Linked DNA regions of Mus musculus: region 1 is linked to region 2. The links are chromatin contacts, called in public Micro-C maps. All regions are on one chromosome and are shown on one strand. Each heading gives the region's core, a stretch centred on a gene start, on an enhancer-like site or on the middle of the called end of the contact. The rest is flanking DNA. Distances are from core to core; before and after follow the strand shown. Region 1 has its middle 37 kb from the start of Gm26962. Region 2 overlaps Cmtm6 (CKLF-like MARVEL transmembrane domain containing 6).

Region 1 (6,205 bases), core at 1,336-3,835, 480 kb before region 2:
AAAATGCATGTTTGTTGGTGGCAACTGTTGTGACATGTATGCCTAAAGTTTCTCTTTTAGGGGCTGTGGTGATAGCTCAGAGGGTAAGAGTGCTTGCTGCTCTTACAAGAGACCTCTTGGTTCTTAGCACCCATACTGGGCAGCCCGCAACTACTCGTGACTGCAGTTTCGGGGAATATGACGCCCTCTTCTGGCTTCTCTGGGTACTCAGACATGTATACAAACACATAAACCCATTCACAGAAGTATAGATGTGTATGTATATTTTAACCATGATGGCTAACATGTTGTAACCCCAGCACTTGGGAACTTGATGCAGGAGTAAGTTCACCTTCAGCTTCTTAGTGAGTTCAAGGCCACTCCTGAGCTAGAGACCTTACTGCCTCAAAAAAAGGTTTGGTTGACTTCTTTTTTAAAAAGTCTTTTGTATTTTCATGGCTTCTATTAGCCAGTATCCTAGTTTGTGACTTTTGGTAAATATGTCATAAATATTTAATTTCTCCTTATTAGACTATAAAAGCATGTGTTCTTACACCATGAGGTTTTATTTGACCTTGTTATCGGCATTCTGCCATTCAGGGGTTCATACAGTTGGCCCTGTCACTTGGCAACAGTGGTGGTTTTGTTTTCTTTGTAATTGGTTTGTACTTTGTTGTCTGGCTTCTCTCTCACTGGGAAAGCCACTGATATTTGCCATGGATATAATCTCTGCAGATACCTTTGATCAAACGAAGCAAATTAATCAGAAACACTTTGAGGTTTGTATTTGGCAGAGGGTCTTACTCTAGTCTGGGTTGCCCTGAACTCATGGCCCGCATCAGGCTTCTGAGTGGTGGATTACAAGCATGTACCACCATGATGGTATAAGTGTTTGATTTTATGTCTGTGTGGTTTTTGTCAACCTGTCACAGTCACCTGGGAAGAGGAATGTCAACTGAGAAAATGTCTTTATCACAGTGTCATGGGAACATGCCTGTGGGTCATTACCGATTGATGGAGGAGGGTCCAACCCGCTGTAGGCTTGCCACCCAGAAAAGTGGTCCCCGGTTGTAGAAGGAAGAATCCAGTAAACAAAACTGCTCTAGCGTCTGCTTTGTTCTTGCCTTGTTCCTGGCCTGTCTTCCCTCAATGATGAATTCTAACCTGGAAGATAGAATGAGCCCTTTCTTTTTGTCTGTTGCTGTGATAAAACAGACAGTGGGCCATTGCTGTGACACAGCTGTCGAGGGAAGATTGTGGAAGAGTTTGAAACTTTGGGCTGGAAAAGTCATTGAGTGTTGAAAGCTTTGAGCTTTTGTGGGAGTTTTTGAAGATTGAGAATGTTAAGAGAAATCCAGACTATAGAACCCTGGATTGTAAGTCTCAAGGGAAGCAAAAAACGATCAGGGCTATGCATGTGGTATATTTGAATTAATAATCTGTTGTTGGGGCTGGAGAGATGGCTCAGCAAGAGCACAGATTGCTCTTCCAGAAGTCATGAGTTCAATTCCCAGCAACCACATGGTGGCTCACAACCATCTGTAACAGGATCTGATGTCTTCTTCTGTTGTCTCTGAAGAGCAACAGTGTACTCACATTAAATAAATATGTTTTTAAAAGGAGAATCTGTTGTTTCTGGTCAGCTTGGGCTGAAGAATCATCTCCGATTCATAAAAGATCGGCATCAATGAGGTAAAATCTTGTGGGAACTATTTTTTCAGGGTTAGTACACAGCTGAGTTCCAGAGTGGGCCAAGGCTCCATCTCATCCCGGTAGCCAAACTTGGTGATGTGTAAAGGGTCTCCCATATGGCACAGGTATTGAAGGCATGAGAGGGTCATAGTGGCTGAGAGTTGGGGCTAGGAGAAGCCATTGGAGATGTCGCAGCCTCAATTGCAGTGGGAGACTGGAGAAAAGCCAAGCCAAAGCTTAGCACCATACAGCACAGTTAAGAGTCCCCAAAGAGAAGCCAGGAGACCATTAAAGGTGCAGCCTCAGTTGCTATGGAAACTCTAGCAGATTGGAAATGCCAAGCTCATAGGGTGACCATCATGGACAGTAGCTGGTGTTGAGTACAGACAGCCTGAGCATATAAGATAACCTGCAAGTGCTGCTGACAACAAAACCAGAGATGTGAGAGAGGCTGCCCAAGCCCTTTGGAACCCAGAAGATGAGTAAGTCCCAAGTGTCAGACACTGAGCTATTTATACAGTTGATTTGGGGTTTGCTTTAAGTTGATTGTTATTGCCCTGGTTCTCTTAAACTAAGTCTTTAACTTTTTTTTTAATACATAGAAACCCATAGTTAAAAGACTTAGAACTTTTTAAATATTTGAATTTAAGGACTTGGACTTTGACGTACAGGTCACACGACAACTTGAATCAGTACTATGTGTGTGCTGGGTCTCAAATTCAAGCTTGGCGGGCAGCACGCCCCTTTATCTGCTCAACAGCCTTGTCAGCCATGATATGACAAAATCCATAGATCTGTTTAAAAGTGAGCATGTTCTTAAGTTGTGTCTCCTACCTCCAGTACCTAGAGAGTCTGTTCTGTTGCATGGGCTTTCTCATGTAGGTTGTTATCTATGGTCTTATCTATGTAAAATGGGGGCTTTGCTGGTACAAGCATTCTATTAAGAACAGGGTGTGGTGGCACACGCCTTTAATCCCAGCACTCAGGAGGCAGAGGCAGGCGGATTTCTGAATTTGAGGCCAGCTTGGTTTACAGAGTGAGTTCCAGGACCAAAAAAAAGAAAAAGCAGCTGTATGGGTAAGTGTAGGCCGGGGCTCTGGTTTTACTTCGCAGGAGATTGTTTGAGAATCTGCTGGAGAAGTAGGGAAATTTCCCAAGGCAGAATCACCTGAACCCAGTTTAAGGACTAAACACACAATTCTGGCCCTGCTCTCATTGCTCCCAAGGTGAAGCTGTGCAAAGACTTCAGCCAGATACGTGAGTATACACATTTTTTTCTCATCCTGTAAAGGTATGAACATCTCTTTGGCCTCTTCCAATTTCCCAGGAAAATGGCCCCAAATGCTGGCTTTCTCTCAGAATATGTCTTTCCTCTGGTATACTGGCCTGTGTTCATCTTGCAATAGGATTCTTGTGTACAGATTTTCCAGCGATCTTTGCTGGGCTTTTGTGGTCTGTCCTCTAGGCTCCCGCTGTCAGAGGGAACTCTCACAACAAACTGTCCCTTTGGCTCTCAGAGCGCGTGTAGCACCTGCTTCTTACATCTCTTCTGCCGCCTCAGTTTAATGGACACTATCAAAGTTGTGTCCCTGAACACAACCACAATCTCAGAATCCTCCTTGGGAAGTATGACACATTCGGGGCCTGGTTTCTAGTTCTGAAAGCAACCTGGAAGCACTTGGGTTGGAATATCAGGTGTCTGCTGTGCTCAGATGGCTTTGGTAAAAGGCTGGGGACCAAACCAAAAACTGAAGGTATCCTGGGTAGCCAGAGCGACTAGCTGAGAGTAATGTGTACTTGGTGACCTCAGCTGTCCTTGCTGTTAAAAGCCACCATGACTCACCATGTGATCATCCTCCTCATATGACTCTCCGTTGGCAATGATTAGCCTGGATCAGAAACTCAGGCCTGTGGAGGCGGAGGGGAAAGTTTTAGAAAATGGCACTCTAGCCCTGTGAAGAAAAGCACAGTGACAAACATTGCAAAAGATGGGCGCTAACTGGAGTCAGTGACAGCCCTCTCTCCAAGGAAGATGCAAGTGGGATTCAGGGAAACCTAGCCACGGGCGAGCCTGCCAACTCCTGTAGCCTGGTTGTGTAACATCGCCCATCGCACTGGGTGTGTGCTGTAATGTGCTGATTTTTGCAGGACTCAATTAGTTTCACTTCATCAACTCAGCACCACTATTCACAGACTTGCTTCTTCCATTTAATTGGCTCAGTGTTGAAACTGACCAAAAAGTGATTTCTCTACTGATCCGGTTCTGTGTTCTTAAACTACCATATCCTGACACTGAAGCCTTAAGTCAGCTTGTGCAGATTGTGCCTCTGTTCAGTGGCCCACAGGCATGTCCTGGCATCTTGGCAAAACAAGGAATTGTCATCCCTCTGCCCTGAATCTGATGAAGGAACTTGTGAACCAAAGGAAGGCATATGGTAGATCATCATGAGACCTTAACAGAAGAAATCAAAATGGCAAATAAACAGAAACAAATGTAATATACACCAGGCTCACTAAGCATTGGAGAATGTCTAAAAATGGACTCTTATTGGTGGGTATTCAAATGGCTTGGCGTTAGTGTGATTTGAAGATACACATACCCTAGTTACAGTCAACATTCTTTGAAGTTGTCAAAAGAACACAAAATAGGGCTGAGAAGATGGCCTTGCATTTAAAAGACCTGCTACAGAAGCAGGAGAAGTGGGGTTCAGACCCCTAGAACCCATGTAAATGACATGTAGATGTAGCCACCGCCTGTTACCTCCAGTGGCTTTGGCTTCAGAAGTTCTGGGCTTGATTGAGAGAGCCTGCCCCAAAGCAGAATGCTGAGTGATGGAGGAAGAGTCCCAACATACAGCCCAGAGCTGCTACGTGGACATGCACACACACGTGCATACATGTGAAAAGAAAGAGGGGAATTGATAGTTGATGCTCACATAAAGGGAAAAAAGATGTTTCTTTAAAGAAAAATAATATCCAAAACATAATTGGCGTTAAGGAACCAAACAAGAATATGTATAGCGCATGCTGAAGGCCTGAGGCAGGTAAACCAGTATATATCATTTCAGGTTCTTGCAGCATCCACACAGTAAAAGGACCACTCACCTGAAGGGTGACAGTGCTCAGGGCAGAAGAGTAGGGAGGAGGGATGGGGACTGGGTGTGAACGGGACTCTTGGGAAGTGTGGAGAATATTCTGCTAGATGACTGTGATGTGTCAACATCATCCCACTGACAACTCTACCCTGCACCAAGAGCAAGGGAGGTGAGCCAGCCAATGGAACAGTCCAAGCCTTCCTCACTCCTGGAAACCAGTGCTGCTAGAGGATTCCTGACCAAAGTAGACTCTGGGAACGCTGACAAAAAACCCCAAAGGTCTACAGGGAGCAACAAGTGCCAGTCCAGGAAGCCATGTCCAGATGGTGGGAAATGGTACCCCACTTTTACTTACCCACCCCCACCCCCTGCAGTGCGGAGCAGAACAGAGCTCAGCTCCACTAATCTGTTTGGAGCTGCCTGGGGATCTAGGCTCCATCTTGCCTCTTACTCCCACGGGTAAGGCTGGGCAAGCTGTGGAAGGTGCAGGCAGTGCTCATGAGGCTGCCCCGGGGTTTGCCAGGACCAGATGTAAAGGGTGTGGAATTATGGGGAGGGTAATACAGCATCAACGATTCTAAGAACCTGGAGAGAAATTTTAGGGAATTTTAAGATTTACTCTGTGTGTCTGGGTGGTGATGCCCTTGCCCACAGAGGCCAGAAAGGGTATTGGGTGCCCTGGAGCTGAAGCTATTAGTGGTTATGGGCCACCTTCTGGGGTGCTGGGAACTGAGTTTGGGTTCTCTGCAGGAGCAGTAAGTGTGCTTACCCACTGGGTCATCTCTCCAGCCCCCCAAATCACATTTTAATAACAGACCCAAGAAGACTGCCAGGCTGCCTATGGGCCTGGCTGAGTGCAGGGATCAGGCCATCTTCACCCTGCTCATTTAGGTGGAGGTTTTCCGACGCAGAGCCGGCATGCAGGACTGATGCAGAACGTGCTAGGTAAGGTAGCTATTTTCAAAAGTCCACTTTGCAAGGGGGAGAAGGGGGCATGCAAAGTAAGAAAGCGTGGCCCACGTCATGGAATTTAACTTTTTGTGCAGTCTTAGATTGTCTATACATGATGATGATAGCCTCCGCCATAAGAGAATGTCCATTCTGCTGAAACATGTCCGTCTTGTCCTTGCCTTAAGCGTACTTCCTAGAACTTCTGCCAGTGTCTACGGCAGTGGCATAGGCAGCCTTAACCTTGTTCTCGGGCTTGGGGGAGGAGCTTCTAACTTCTCACCTTTGTGATCTTTGTGGATGTTTTGCATGTAGACATATCACATTGGGTTTGGGGGGAGTTGGTTTTGTTTTGATCGTGGACGGTACTGAATCTTGTCAAATGCTGCCTCTGCATGGGCTCAGATGACTAGTTTGTTTCCGTGTGAACGTGGTATGCTGTGCTGATATTTTCGTTCTTCCTGCATTCAGCCACCCTTGCTGTCTAAGAA
Region 2 (6,329 bases), core at 366-2,865:
ACCCCTCTGTGTTTATCAACCAGCCTTACAATAAGTAAATGTCATTTGTGTTATTAGTTGTGGATATTTGCCGATTCCCTGTTCTATAGAATAGACTTTCAAGAATGAACTGAATTGAAGAGATTTTTCCCTTTTTTTTAAAGATTTATTTATTTATTTTATGTATATGAGTATGCTGTAGCTGTCTTCAGACACACCAGAAGAGGGCATCAGATCTATATTGCAGATGGTTGTGAGCTACTTTGTGGTTGCTGGGAATTGAACTCAAGACCTCTGGAAGAGCAGTCAGTGCTCTTAACTGCTACACCATCTCTCCAGCCTGAAAAGATTTTTTTTTTTTTGCTATTAAAAAATAAATTTAATTCACTTAATAGAGTGCTCATCCAGCATGCAAAACATGCCCTCAGTGAAGAAGCCTGTGGTGGTCCGTTCATAATAACAAGGCAGAAGTGGAGACAGGAGGATCGGAATTCAACCAAGGGCAGGCCAGGATAGACCAACCTTTACTAAAAACAAAAAGGTAAGTGTTGTGTAACTCCTGCATTCTGGAGGCTGAGGCAGGAAGATGCTAAGTCTGAAGCTAGCATAGCTACACGTAGGGAGACCTTGTCTCAAAAAAAATAAAATAAATAAAAAAGTAAAAATGTAAAAATCATTTTAAGGTATCTTTTGTTGTTTTGGTTTTGGTCTTTTTGAAACAGGGTTTCTCTGTAGCCTTGGCTGTTTTGAAACTAGCTCTGTAGACCAGGCTAGCCTTAAATTCTGTGATCCACTTGCCTCTGCCTCCCAAGTGCTGGGATTAAACAAAACAAACAAGCAAAAAACCCAAAAATTTAAGCCACCACGATCCCAAAAAAGTGAGTTCCAGAACTAACACAGAGAGACTATATATATATATATATACATATATACATATACACATATGTATATATATGTGTATATATATATATTAATAATAGTTGAACATTTTTTTAAAAGTTTGTAAGAAACCGGTATGAAAGATGCTTCTAACCTTACAATGGCCTGGGTGACCAGCTCCAAGAGGCTTCCCCTCAGAAAATACTCACTACCTCCTGGGAAGGTGAGGACAGTCAGTAGGTTCCTAAGATTTTACTGTCTTCTTATGTATCTAGAAAAACTGCAAAAATAAAAAATATCCTCATGCGCGCGCACACACACACACACACACACACACACACACACAACCGATTGGCTACCACCTGAGGATGATCGCTGTCCGGATCAGTCAGGGTTCTCTAAACTGCGGCAGATCCTGCCTTCTGGGCGCTTCGCTTCGGAGGTGGCAGCTGGCCCAGGGCTGCCAGCTGCTCACTGATGCCAGCTGCCCCAGTGACCCAGAAAATTGGAAATCTGGGCCTTCTAGCTAAGCATCTCCCAATCTGGAAACGTTGCCAACGAAACCTAGAAACGAAGCTGAAACCAAACAAGCCCTGTCTGGGGGCACACCCGGCCGGCTCGCCCACTGGCAAGTGACCCCGCGCGTGTCCTGGCGGTAAAGCGGGGAAGTCCTGCTGAGGCCCGCAGGGCTGCCAGCTGTTTCCTCTGCGGCCTCGCCAGGCGGAAGCCTCCCTCCCCTGCCGCAGTTGTGCATGCCTGCAGCAGCCTCTCCTCCCAACCGCGCTCTACTTCCTAGTTGCAGAAACTCCACCCTTAGGTGGAGGCCACCGACTTGCGCCCACTCGTGCAGCGCGCGCCCCCTGGCGACCAGAGGAACGCACTGCCACTCCTGCCCGGCCAGAGCAGAGGCTGAGGTTCTGACGTAGAGCAGAGATGTGCACACTTCTGTGGACGCACAGATTAGTCATAGTCTTCCATTCAGGGCACACAATAACCACTGGCCCACGCCTGGCCGTCCCCTTCCTACCTTCAGATTAGCTTTCCCCTTAATTTCTCGAGAGAGATAGCTCTCTCTCAAGCACGCGCACACACACAGGATTTATTAGAGTGGCTTGCAGGGGACACAGGCTTGCCCAGATACTTTGGTTCTCGTAGATTGCAGATGTGGCCGAGTTGACAACCAAGATTAGCCATCACATGATGCTTATCGTCTCTTGCGCCCATCTTTCTCTTTCCACCATCACTTCCGGAACCACCGATCACCACACAGTTGCTTTTCTTATGTTAGTTCTACTCTAGAGCACATGAGTTCATATGTCAGCAGGGGACATCCCCGTGTAGCCTTGGTGGCTTTATTTGCCTGTCACCCTACTGGCCTCAAGCCACACCTTCTCTCCCACATCCTTAATTTATTTTAAAGATAGGGTCTCAGTGGAGATAAAGGCACAGTCCTTTAATCCCAACACTCGGGAGTCGGGAGACAGAGGAAGGTGGATCTCTGTGAGTGCAAGGCCAGCTTGGTCTACAAAGTGAGTTCCAGGACAGCCAGGAATATAGGGTCAAACTCTGTCTCAAAAAAGAAAAAAAATAGGGTCTTACTCTGTACCTATGTACCCCAGGCTGCCCTGGAACTCATAATGATCCTCCTGTCTCAGCCTCTCAGTCTGGGATTATAAGTGTACACCACTGTGTTGGGCATCTCCTTATTTTTAAAACATTTATTATTTTTATTTTATGTGTTTGAGTGTTTTGCTTGCATGCATGTGTGCAAACATGCACACATGGTACCTACAGAGGCCAGGTTAGGGTGTCAACTCCCCTAGAGCTGAAGTGACAGATAGTTGTGAGCCACCACGTAGGTTATATAACATGTCTGTTATTCCAACACTGGGAGGTGGAAGCAGAAAGATCAGAAGTTCCCTGCTGAGAGAGGCGGGAGGAAGAACAACAAAAAATACAAATACAAAATGTTGAGGACTGTATAAACATTTTATTTTATACACGAGTGCTCTATCTGCATGTACACCTGCATGCCAGAAGAGGGCATCAGATCCCATTATAGATGATTGTGAGCCACCTTGTGTGGTTGCTGGGAATTGAACTCAGGACCTCTGGAAGAGTAGACAATGCTCCTAACCATTGAGCCATCTCTCCAGCCCCCCACAAAAATTTGTTTAAAGGGCTGGTGAATATGTTCAGCAAAAAAAAGGCATTTGCTGAGTTGGATCCTGGGTCTCCCTCATGGTGGACAAAGAGCCCTGCCTCCCACAAGTCTGACTTCTAACAGGCACTGTAACATGCACATACACAGACATATAGGAACATTAAAAATAAGTTGGGGTGCCGGGCGGTGGTGGCGCACGCCTTTAATCCCAGCACTTGGGAGGCAGAGGCAGGCAGATTTCTGAGTTCGAAGCCAGCCTGGTCTACAAAGTGAATTCCAGGACAGCCAGGGCTATACAGGGAAACCCTGTCTCGAAAATAAATAAATAAATAAGTAAATAAGTAAATAAATAAATAAATAAATAAATAAGTTGGGGTAATGAGAATCCTTGCTGCCTTTTACAGCTGCCTTTATTTTAAAAAGTTTCTGTGATGCATATTACTTATAGAACTATAATTTAGCCTAAAAAAAAAAAAAAGACATCTCAGAGCGGTCAAGACTACAATTGTGTGTTCACACACGTTCATGTGTGCAGTACACATGTGTGAACATGCATAAGCACATGGGTGTGTAGACCAGAAGAAACCAGAGTTTCCTGGGAGCCAGATCTCATCAGCCTGGAGCTCACCAGGCAGGCCACACTGGCTGGTCAAAAACCCCAGGCAGCCACCTATCTCTGCCTCCCCATTGCAACATATGCAACCACACCTGGCTCTAGGTAGGTTCTGGGGTTCAAACTCAAGTCTTTGCAACTTTGCAAGCATTGTCTGGACCATTTCCCAGACCATAATAAGTGCTTTATAAACTGGGGGCTGGTTGGGCTTTTTGGTTTGGGCAGTTCAAGGCAGTTTCTCTGTATAGCCCTGGCTTTGCTGTCTAAGCCAGGCTGGCCTTGAACTCACAGAGATCCACCTGCCTCTGCCTCCCAAATACTGGGATCAATGGTGTCTGCCACCATTGCCTGGTGTAATCAGTGCATCCAACATTGTCTTCAGTCTCACATGATGATCCCGTTCCTCTGTTAGCAAAACCAACTTTGATAGGTAGAGGGCAGCTTTAAATCCAGGTATTTTCATACTGGTGTGTGCGTGTGTGGCGTGGGGACGGGGGTCTAGATTATGTTACTCTAGTCACAGTGCATTAATCACAGTCAGCAAGCGCAACCTTGAACTCACCTGCAAAATGAGTCAAACCCACTAAGGGCTCATGGGGAACTCTGGAGAATCAACAACCCTTCCTCACCTCTGGACAGTCCTGTGACTGTAAAGTCTCAACTCTGTGGACAGAAGTCTCAGCAGAAAATGGGTGGGCATTAGCGATCCCCCTGCCCCAGCCTCACAGGCCGCCCGCCACCAGGAATGCTTTACTGTCGGCATTCCCTGCTTTAGGTCTTCTGCTCTTTGCAGCTGGCTGCATATTGATACAATGTTTTTTATCAACAAAAAACAAACAAACAAAAAACCTGAAGAATGTACAAATCCCAGTGAATTTCTGAGGACTAACTATAAAGATCCTGTTATTCTCTAGGGACTGGAGGCAGGAATTTTACAAACTCCACAAATAGTTCTGCTTTAGCACAACGACGCCCTGGCTCTGCTTCGCACTGTCCAGTGATTGAGCTGTCCCAAACAGATGCCTCTATCTGTCCACAGCACAGGAGCCACATCTAGGGTGTTAAGCAGAGTCCAAAACTTCATTCTTACAATGATTTAGGTGGAGGTGACATGCAGCTGTGACCCCAGAATCTGGGAAGCAAGTACAGATGGACCTGGAGGTCAGTGTCATCCTCATCGACAGAGTGAGTTTGGAGCCAGCCTGGGCTACATGAGACCCTGTGTCAGAACAGAAGGGAAAGGAGAGAGAGGCGAAAGGAAGAGGAAAGAAAAGGGGGGGAGGGATTTAAAACCACCCGATGTCTAGTATTCTTCTATAATTCATGCCATGGGATTCCCTAAAAAGTATATTTTTGTTTTCATTTATTTATTTGGCTGACCTGGAACTCACTCTGTAGCCCAGGCTGGCCTTAAACTTACACAGATCTGCCTCCACCACAGCTAGCTCTTACAGTATTTTCCCTGCTATGTAAACCAGGTTGGCTTTAAGCTGGTGACCTTCCTGCTTCAGCCCTAAGTGATGGCATTGGAGACTCCTGTGCTGCCACAGCCGACAAACATGATGTTTAAGTCCGAATCCCACTCTCCAGAAGACAGCCCGTGTATTGGACACGTACAGACATGGGGACAGCTAACCCCTCAAGTGAGGGCCTCATCTAAATAAGTCTGTAATTAATGAACAACTGTGAAGGCACAAACACTGGAATTAAGAGGATTTATTTTAAAAGATTATAAAAGTTGATATTAAGAGTGATTAAAAAAAAGACCCACAGGCTTTAAATCAACAAATACAAAAGTGATCAGATATAAGCAACGTAGAAATACACTTCTCAGTCCCCACATAGAGCATAATTTAAGTATAGTAATTATAAAAGTCTTGTGCAATAAGTATATTTCCCTTCTTAGTCTTAAAAACCATTCTAAACAATTTGTATAAATTACAGCAACTCAAGTCTGCCACAGCTACTAAAAAAGACATTGTCCTTTCTGTGCTGACAGTCTCTGGTCCCAGCTCTTCTGGAGGGTGTGTGTTGCCACAGTCTTTAACCCCATCTCCCTCCATAGAATGCAAAAGCCAACCAGTCACAGGTTCCCTCAAAAGAGAAAATTCTAAGAGTGGCCACAGACACAAGTGACCAAATTATCTTCCTAACCGGAAAGCCTGAAGTAGCCGAGGCAGAGCCCTCAGCTGTGAGACAACTAACACACAGCAAGCAGCTGGATGCTGATGCTGAGCCGCTGCTGTGCAGAGCCAGGCAGAGTGTCTGCCAATCATGAACAAGCCAAACACAGGTAGAGAGGCACCTACTACTGAGATGCAATGTCCCCAAGGGCCTGAGAGTTAGAAACTAGTTCTCCAGGAAGGCACTATTGAGGTCAGAAACCTTTAGAGGCGGGGCCTAGTGAGGTCTTAGGTCAGAGAGGGTGTGCCCTTAAGTGACCTCAGGACCTCAAGCCACCGCCCTTCTTTCCTTGCTTCCAGATCTACAACAAACTCCCCAAGTGATGTGTTGCTGTCTAAAACAGCAGGTCTGACTAAGGGCCAAAGCCTACAAAACTGCAAGCCAAGATTAACCTTTTCCCCAACCCTTCCTCTTTTTAAGTTGATTGTCTCAGGTATTTTGTTATAGAAACAGTCAGCAGACTAATAGTTGGTAACACTAAAGTAGCTCAGATTTGCTGTTAATTCTCAA

Evidence for each region. Hi-C and Micro-C count contacts between places; a contact is called where the count stands out from the background.
Region 1: a Micro-C map of the G1E-ER4 cell line shows a contact between it and region 2, with 3 times the contacts expected there. The contact joins two enhancer-like sites. A contact is called at or near these places in 2 of 484 Hi-C or Micro-C datasets (both in the G1E-ER4 cell line) and 1 of 115 datasets of contacts at active chromatin or transcription factors (bone marrow-derived dendritic cells).

The regions. Positions count from the first base shown.
Region 1 is chr9:115,234,006-115,240,210 of GRCm38.p6, reverse strand. No RefSeq gene overlaps it. Among named protein-coding and RNA genes, the nearest start is that of Gm26962, 37 kb to the right of the region's middle. Within about 2 kb of position 2,585, at least 77 of the 459 cell types and tissues checked have an H3K27ac peak or open chromatin away from gene starts, as enhancers often do. A contact at or near this core is called in the G1E-ER4 cell line, where this site is marked.
Region 2 is chr9:114,748,352-114,754,680 of GRCm38.p6, reverse strand. Cmtm6 (CKLF-like MARVEL transmembrane domain containing 6) reads right to left here. Exons shown (of 4, transcript NM_026036.3): 4 at 5,338-6,329. Among named protein-coding and RNA genes, the nearest start is that of Gm9888, 16 kb to the left of the region's middle. Within about 2 kb of position 1,615, at least 226 of the 459 cell types and tissues checked have an H3K27ac peak or open chromatin away from gene starts, as enhancers often do. A contact at or near this core is called in the G1E-ER4 cell line, where this site is marked.